Linked DNA regions of Mus musculus: region 1 is linked to region 2. Evidence: chromatin contacts called from public HiChIP or PLAC-seq data. All regions are on one chromosome and are shown on one strand. Each heading gives the region's core, a stretch centred on a gene start, on an enhancer-like site or on the middle of the called end of the contact. The rest is flanking DNA. Distances are from core to core; before and after follow the strand shown.

Region 1 (3,810 bases), core at 955-3,454, 290 kb after region 2:
GACGTATCCGGAGGGAAAACACCCATACACAGAAAACATGGTGAATAAACCCTCACGTTGAAGGATTCTTTTTTGTTGTTGTTGCTTTGGTTTTTTTCGAGACAGGGTTTCTCAGTGTAGGTAGCCCTGGCTGGCCTTGAACTTAGAAATCCACCTGCCTCTGCCTCCCAAGTGCTGGGATTAAAGGCATGCGCCACCACTGCCCAGCTTGGGTTGAAGGGTTCTTATATGAAGTATCCAAAAGAGATGCCAGAAATACAAGGTAGACTAGTGGTTGCCAAAGGCTCGGGGAGGGAGGTGTGGGGACACTGGAGGGTGCCTGCTAGGATGCACTTCTGCAGCCACTGGGGAGGCTGAGTCAGAAAGAGTGCCTCGAGTCTGGAGCTAGCCCAAGCTAAAGGGTGAAAACAAGAGACCGATAAATCCAGGCGGTGGACCCTTGAACATCTTTTCCTATTTTTTACGAACCTAAGAAACCACAAAGCTAAGCGGCCCTCAACCACAGCTCAGGATGCCTCCTCCTGGAATGGAACAAGGCCTTCCAGGATAGCCCACAGCCCAGGACCATTTACTGCCTGTCTCTTGCTGTGGGAGCCTTCACCTTCCTCTTTTTGTAGGAGATTGTGTGGACTGCAGGAGCATGAGACCCCCAAACTACTGTCACACACAGGCAAGCAAAGGCAGGCCCTTCCTCACCATGGTAACAGCAACAGACGCCACTGACCTCCCTACAACTTGCCTGGGCCCAACCCCAGAATCAAGGACACCACAAGGCCACAAGATTTCTTCACTGGGAAGTCTGAGGAGCTAGTGCCAGGCCCAATATGCCCGGTCTCACTTCCTGGGCTTTATTCGCTCACTGTAACATTCAACTAACTGTGCGATGGCACAGACACGTGCCCTAGGTGAGGTTCTGAAAAATACAGTCTCTGGACAAGACCCCATGCTCTGAACCCAGACTCTATTTCTCTTCCTCACTGTCACACTCCTGGCTTCGGACACACTTTCCTGTGACCTGTGCTCTCAAGCACACAACACAACTTCCCACTTACTAATCTTCCCCAGAAGACCAGGGTACCAGTCTCAGACCTCGCAGGACACTGGGATGAGACTTTGGAACTGGTCACTGACTACATCAAGAGGCAGACGAAGTTTCCAGAACGCATTGTGGGATGAACCACGACTCTGTCACTCCAGGCTCTGGCTAGTCACTCATTCACAGAGAAATCTGAGTGTCTACATGACTCTTCCATCAGACCCAGGATTCTTTCTGTTGTTGTTTCTCTGTGTAACCCTTGGCTGTCCTGGAACTGGCTCTGTAGACCAGGCTATCCTCAGACTCACAGAGATCCACCTGCCTCTGCCTCCCAAGTGCAGGCTTTCACTACCATGCCTGACATCTAGGATTCTGAATACATTGTTGCCTTCTCTACTAGCTTCTAAAGCCACAATGAAGCTCCTTCCTCAGTGGTCAATACACTTCCTCCACATCCAGGAGTCCAGGTCCAGCCCTCTTCTATTAGGCCCAGGCACCCTCCCTAGCCCTCCTCCTCCTCCAAACCAGGCCTCATCCACTGTGATCGTCCCTCCGATCTAGGGATTCAGGCTCTAGCCTGCCTACCTCAAACACAAAGGTGCACACACCAGCCTGCTTCCCTCAGACCCTGGTATCCTCTCCTCCCAACACTTCCCACAGATCCATGTGTCCTCCCAAGCCCTCCTTGGCGACTTCCTCAGCCCCCTTCCGTCAGATTCATGCATTCTCCTCTGCTCTCTTCCTTTAGACACATGCATTCTCCTCTGTATCCATTGCTCAGACTCGGTGTCCTCAGCATCCTCCCTCTGACTCGGGAGTACTCCCCAGACCTCCTCCGTCAAACCAGGCATCTTCCTTATCACTCCTCCCTCAGATACAAGAGTCCTCTCCAGCTCCCTCCTTCAGACTCTCTAAGAAGGGTCATTGTCGGTCCTCCACATGCACCCAACACTTACCACGGTTGCCATGATGCACACCAACCGCCAATGCCTCAGCGGAAACGGAAATCGGCTAGGAGCGCGGTCTTTATCCTCTCTAGGCTCCCGGTCATCCAGTCATCTCTATGGCCCATAAGATATATAAAATTCCTGTAGGGGGCGTACACTAGGCCGCGCCCAGCCCGCGAGGCTAAATTGGAAAGCCGGTGTTCTGAATCCCGGGTGGGTTCCTGACGTCTCTTGCTCCTCCTCCTCTTACCTAGCCTCCTCCCCCCTCCTTCCCCCCCGCCCTGCAACTGCTAAGTCCGATTGCAAAATTCTGAGCACATTTTGTAGCAACCACACGTCCTCCACGATCCCTTCCCTCTCTGTCCAACCTTCCTCACCAAATTGGGCCTACAGCTGAGATTGACAGCTCTGTTCACCAATCACTTCCATGCTGCGTAGAAACAAGCCCCGCCCCCGCAGCTCCCCAGGAGCCTCTGGCCAAGGAAACTGGATTCTATCCGCCAATAAGTAGACGCAATAGCCCCCGCCCCCCAGCCGCCGACCAATCGTGCTAGACCAGCAGGGTGGGCAGTGCCTCCTGGCGGCCACGAGGCTTCACTGCAGCTGCCCGCCCGATTCAGTGTCTCAGCTCACCCTACCTGAGTCGGAGCGCTCTGGGGCGGGGGTGCGGTCGTGCAATAGGAAGCGGAGCGCCTTGCAAGCTTCCCCTGGGACACCCGCTAACTCTACCGGTCACCAAGTCTGCTGCGTTCCCAGCCGATCTCTCTGGTTTCCAGTTTTGGTGCTCGAAGTCCCCTGCCCGCAGTAGCCATGCCTCTCAGCCGCAGTCTCTCTGTGTCCTCGCTTCCAGGATTGGAAGACTGGGAGGATGAATTCGACCCCGAGAACGCAGTGCTTTTCGAGGTGGCCTGGGAGGTGGCCAACAAGGGTGAGAACGTCAGCGTTGGTCCCTTGACCAAGAAGGGCAGGCGAGGATGGGGCCCCGAAACTCCGTTTCAGACGGGAAAAGAGTTACGTGGAGGAGTCTTGGGTCCTGGGAAAAGCGCCTGTGACTTCTGTGTCCTTGTGAAGGGGCTGGAGTAGGCGTCCTAGGCCCTGGGGGGAAGGGACAAGAGACTACTCTTAAGATGGAAGGAGGCTTCAGGTTCTGCAATCTAGGGAAGAGGGCACTCAGAGAAAGATTCCTGGGTCTTGAAGGGAGGTTTTCGAGGGCCGAGAGACCTGAGATCTAAAAGTGGAAGGAGTTAGTGCATCTAAGCCCAAGGAACACTGGAGCTTTTGGGTCTGTGGTCCAGAGGACGTGACTGTGGAGTTGGGGTGTTCCTAAAGGTTGGGATTCATGGATTTTTCAGGGGGCATAGCGGACCTGAACCAGTGTAAAGCCAAGAGGGGCTTGGAGACTCAAATTCTTAGATACAAGGTGGGAAAGAGTTGGGAACTTGAATGTCGAGTTTGAAGGAGCCCAGGGCCTAAGTCCTGGCTTCCTATGTAGTGAGGTGCCTCCCTCCCTGTGGACTGGGAAAGCTGGAAGTCCTAAGTTGGTCAGGAGCTGGGCCCTAGGATGGGAGGAACCCACCCACAGTATGTATGGGAGATCACTAGCTTCTCGCTCATGAGAAGGCTGGGCTGGGAATCCCAGCAGCTGGGCCTTGTGGATCTGAACATTTCCTTTTCTGGATCCTGGGGAGAAAGAGACTAGGTCTCTCAGCATGTTGGGAGATGGCAGACTCAATGCTGTGTACTACCAGGGTACCAGTTTCAGGTGAGAAGGCTGAGGACCCAGATTCCTAAATCTGAGGTGGGGTCACAGGAGGAGCAGGGCCCAGC
Region 2 (3,597 bases), core at 449-2,948:
CCATTGCCATGCCAAGAAGGCCTCACAAGTGCCAACCAGATGGGGCCCCTCCCAGCTTCAACAGCCATGTGATGGAACCTTTATTCTTGGCAAGTGACAAAGTGACAGTCTGTGATAATCAGTTACAGCTCAGAAGATGGAGTAAGAATAAGTTGAGCCTGATGGCTCAAGCTGTCATCCCAGTGGCAGATCGGGAATGCAAGGTCATCTCTGGTGCCACAGTCCAACCAGGAACACACACACACACACACACACACACACACACACACACACACACACACGTTCTTGAAACCAAACCAAGCAAATAGAACACCAAACCAAAACATACGAGAAAAGAAAATGGACTAAGACAGCCTCTGTTAGCCCAGTTCACTGGGCAACATTAGTGAGCAGACCGGGGAGAGAGAGGGAAAGAGAGAGAGAGAGAGGGAAGGAGGGAGGCCTTGACAATGTGCAGTGAGTCAACCAGTACAGATCAGGGTTACTGCTAAAGTCTAGGCCATTCTGACGGCTCTTCTCGACTTCTCTTGCCTGGGGCCTTCATGCTCAGCCTGGGTGAACAGACACTCTGGCTTGTTTTATGACCTCACATGGTAAACAGGATTTGGCAGAGACTAAGGAAGAGCACAGGGTGGACGTGTCCATACATATATAATCCCAGGTGGATCACAAGAATTCCAGATCAGGGGTGAGATGGCTGAGCTAATAAAATAGGTTATGACTACCAAGCATAAACATCTGAGTTGATCCCATGAACTGACATGGTGAAGGAGAAAACTGATCCCAGAAGTCGTTTTCTGACTTTTGTGCATGCCACATACATACACACCAAAAACCCCAAAACAAAAACCAAAACTCCCGTGAAACTTATTATTATTTTTTTTTTTTTAGACAGGGTTTCTCTGTGTACCTGGCTGTCCTGGAACTTGCTCTATAGACCAGGCTGGCCTCAAACTCAGACATCCACCTGCCTCTGCCTCCTGAATGCTGGGATTAAAGGAATGGCTTAAAACATCACTGCCTGGCTTAAAGCAAACAAGTCCTACAAGAGTACACAGTGAGATCCTGCTTTAAAAACCAAAAACGAGGGGCACTGACTGCTCTTCCAGAGGTCCTGAGTTCAATTCCCAGAAACTACATGGTGGCTCACAACCATCTACAATAGGATCTGATGCCCTCTTCTGGTGTGTCTAAAGACATTGGGCTCACAATTGTAAAATAAATAAATAAATAAATCTAAAAAACAAAACAACCTCCCCCCCATGCTTCTATTGTCAAGCCAGCAGTGCGTCAGGCCTGGAGGTTCATGGGTGAGACATGAGGAGTGGATGTGCGATTAGCTGTGCCCTAAGACCTTGCTGAAAAAGACCAAAGAAGGGGGAAAAAAGCAAAACCACAAACCTAAAACCAAACTAAAAGCTAAACCCATGGAGATCTTCTGTGATGGCAAGCACCTGGTGAGTTTCAGCTCCAGGAAGCCAGGCTTGCCTCGAAGCTGTGCCCTCAGCACCTGGCAGCAGTGGTGGCCCCTGGCTTGGGGCTGGCACACTAGGGCTGTGCTAGGATACTGACCTTCTTGTTCAGAAAGGGGACTTACAGGAAGGCATCAGTGCTGGAATCAATTACAAAGGGGACAGAGCCTTCCAGGGACTTCCCTCTTCTGCCTCCTGACTCAAGAGTGCTGGATGGGGCTGAGTTCCCTTTATGCATCCCATAAACACAGTATTCTCCCAGGGTTGCCTACTGGGCCACACATGAAGAAGCCACTGTTCCCACATCCTCAAATGCACAGTTAAAGTCACTCAGTTTATTAGAAGCCATGGGAAATCTGAGAGAAACGTTCCAAGCACTTGGTGCTCCTGAGCATCAAAGATGGAGTGGGTGGCTTCGGCATCAGTCCCCCATTGGCAGCCACAGGGCCTTTGTTCGTGCTGCGTGAAGACTCAGCTCCTGTCCTGCCCCCTGGACCTCCACATCCCAGGCCCTTGGGAAGCCCCTGTTTACCCACACAGACTTGAGGTTTCCTGCAGAGGCCCATTCCACAAACTGGGAGCCCTGGGACGGAGAGATATGTGATTAGTACTGCCAGTGGTTTAGTTGCCAAACAGCTGCTTCCTTAGCAACGGACACCTGTAAAAGCCCTAGAGACCTGACAAGGCTGGACATTTAGATCCTGGCCAACATTCCTTTTAGATGTAGAGGAAGTAGATCTAGGGAATCCTCATCTTGCCCAGTTCAAGGCTCTTGCCAACAGGGACTTCCCATCCAGCACAGTGGCTCAGGAGGGTAGAGCCTTGGAATGTTGCTAGGGTGCATACCCTAGCAATAGGTCTTCCGAAAACCATGTCTTTGGGCAAGGGAGGCTTTGGGCCCTTGTGAAGAAGACTGCCTTCCTTTGAGCAGCAGTGTTGTACACCTTTAATCTCAGCACTTGCGAGGCAGAGGCCAGCAAATCTCTGTGAGTTCAAGGCCAGCCTGGTTTATATAATGAGTTCTAGAACAGCCAGAGCTACACAGAGAAACCCTGTCTCAAAACACTGTCTCCTAGACCCCTCCCCACCAATAGAAGACCCTCTTCCTTTGTGACTGAGCTTGTACCAGGGTAGGACCTCAGCAGCTGTTGCCAAGACATTTCTTCCTCTTAGCAACAGAGATCCTTAGGGGATGAGCACAGAATCCCCTAAGCTCCTAGCACAGAAGTCTGTTGTTGAAGGTTAAGTACCCTGAAGTACCTGGGCCGAGCCGAAGTACCACAGGGCTTGGACATCCTGATGTAAGGCCAGACAGCGGGTCAGGTGGTCGCGATCCCCTGTCACTACACTCACCAGGCCAGCAGGAAACAGAGGAGCTATATCCTAGGATGAGAGAGTGGAACACCCAGGGTTGAACATCAATGGGGCAGGCTGGAGAGTGGGCATCTGGCAGTGGCTGTAGGGGCTCATGCAAGGAATAGGACTTAGAGGGGATGCTGAGACTCGTTATCATAGCTACCCAGGAGGGAGGAGGCCAGCTGAGCTCCTGAAGACCCAGGAGCAGCAGGCAGGAGGGGAAACAGGTAATTTTACCTGGCAGACCTCCAAGGCCAGCAGAGGACATGCCCCACTGGGTACTAAGACCACGGCATTGCCATGGGCCAGTGCAGGGGCCAGTAGTGACACAAAAGCCAGCAGGGGCCACTCATCCGGGCACACCACGGCCAGCACTCCCAATGGTTCTCGAAGCCGGAGCACAGGGCCTCTCAATCCTGTTACCTACAGGCACAGATGACAGACACATCAAGGACAAGTTCCCAGAGGAACTTTTGCCTGCCCCATTCTCCCACATTTAACATGTACCTAGCTCCAGAGTAGCTCCATAATGTGTAACCAGGGGATGATGGTTCAGGGCCTGAAACTCTGGAGCCCAATGGCCACTCCATAGCTTTATGGGTCAGCGTGAGTTACTTAACCTCTCTGGACCTCTGGGCCTGGAATCTGCTCTTGCCTCAGTCTGTGGAGTAGCTGAGACTTTGTTTTGAGGTATTGTAGGCAGCTCCAACCAAGCTAGGATAGGCAAGTGCTCTATCACTGAATCATATCCCAATACTTGTTTGTGTCT

Evidence for each region. HiChIP or PLAC-seq counts read pairs in DNA pulled down with a chosen protein or histone mark.
Region 1: an H3K4me3 HiChIP or PLAC-seq map of bone marrow-derived macrophages shows a contact between it and region 2, with 2.7 times the contacts expected there. The contact joins the promoter of Ruvbl2 here to the enhancer-like site in region 2. A contact is called at or near these places in 18 of 39 promoter capture datasets (the 3T3-L1 cell line, 3T3-L1-derived adipocytes, the C10 cell line and 13 more), 2 of 15 datasets of contacts at CTCF or cohesin (embryonic stem cells and large pre-B cells), 6 of 484 Hi-C or Micro-C datasets (B cells, embryonic stem cells and reprogramming fibroblasts), 21 of 115 datasets of contacts at active chromatin or transcription factors (the 230-238 cell line, the SCID.adh cell line, acute myeloid leukemia and 13 more) and 4 of 9 other capture datasets (adipose tissue, liver, macrophages and 1 more).

The regions. Positions count from the first base shown.
Region 1 is chr7:45,432,260-45,436,069 of GRCm38.p6, forward strand. It overlaps Ruvbl2 (RuvB-like protein 2), which reads right to left and starts at 2,205. Exons shown (of 15, transcript NM_011304.3): 1 at 1,993-2,205. The coding sequence starts at 2,004. It overlaps Gys1 (glycogen synthase 1, muscle), which reads left to right and starts at 2,580. Exons shown (of 16, transcript NM_030678.3): 1 at 2,580-2,911. The coding sequence starts at 2,794.
Region 2 is chr7:45,140,048-45,143,644 of GRCm38.p6, forward strand. It overlaps Aldh16a1 (aldehyde dehydrogenase 16 family, member A1), which reads right to left. Exons shown (of 17, transcript NM_145954.2): 15 at 3,066-3,251; 16 at 2,733-2,855; 17 at 1,786-2,055. The coding sequence ends at 1,894. Among named protein-coding and RNA genes, the nearest start is that of Flt3l, 5.4 kb to the left of the region's middle. Within about 2 kb of position 1,699, at least 27 of the 459 cell types and tissues checked have an H3K27ac peak or open chromatin away from gene starts, as enhancers often do. A contact at or near this core is called in the SCID.adh cell line, bone marrow-derived macrophages and trophoblast stem cells, where this site is marked.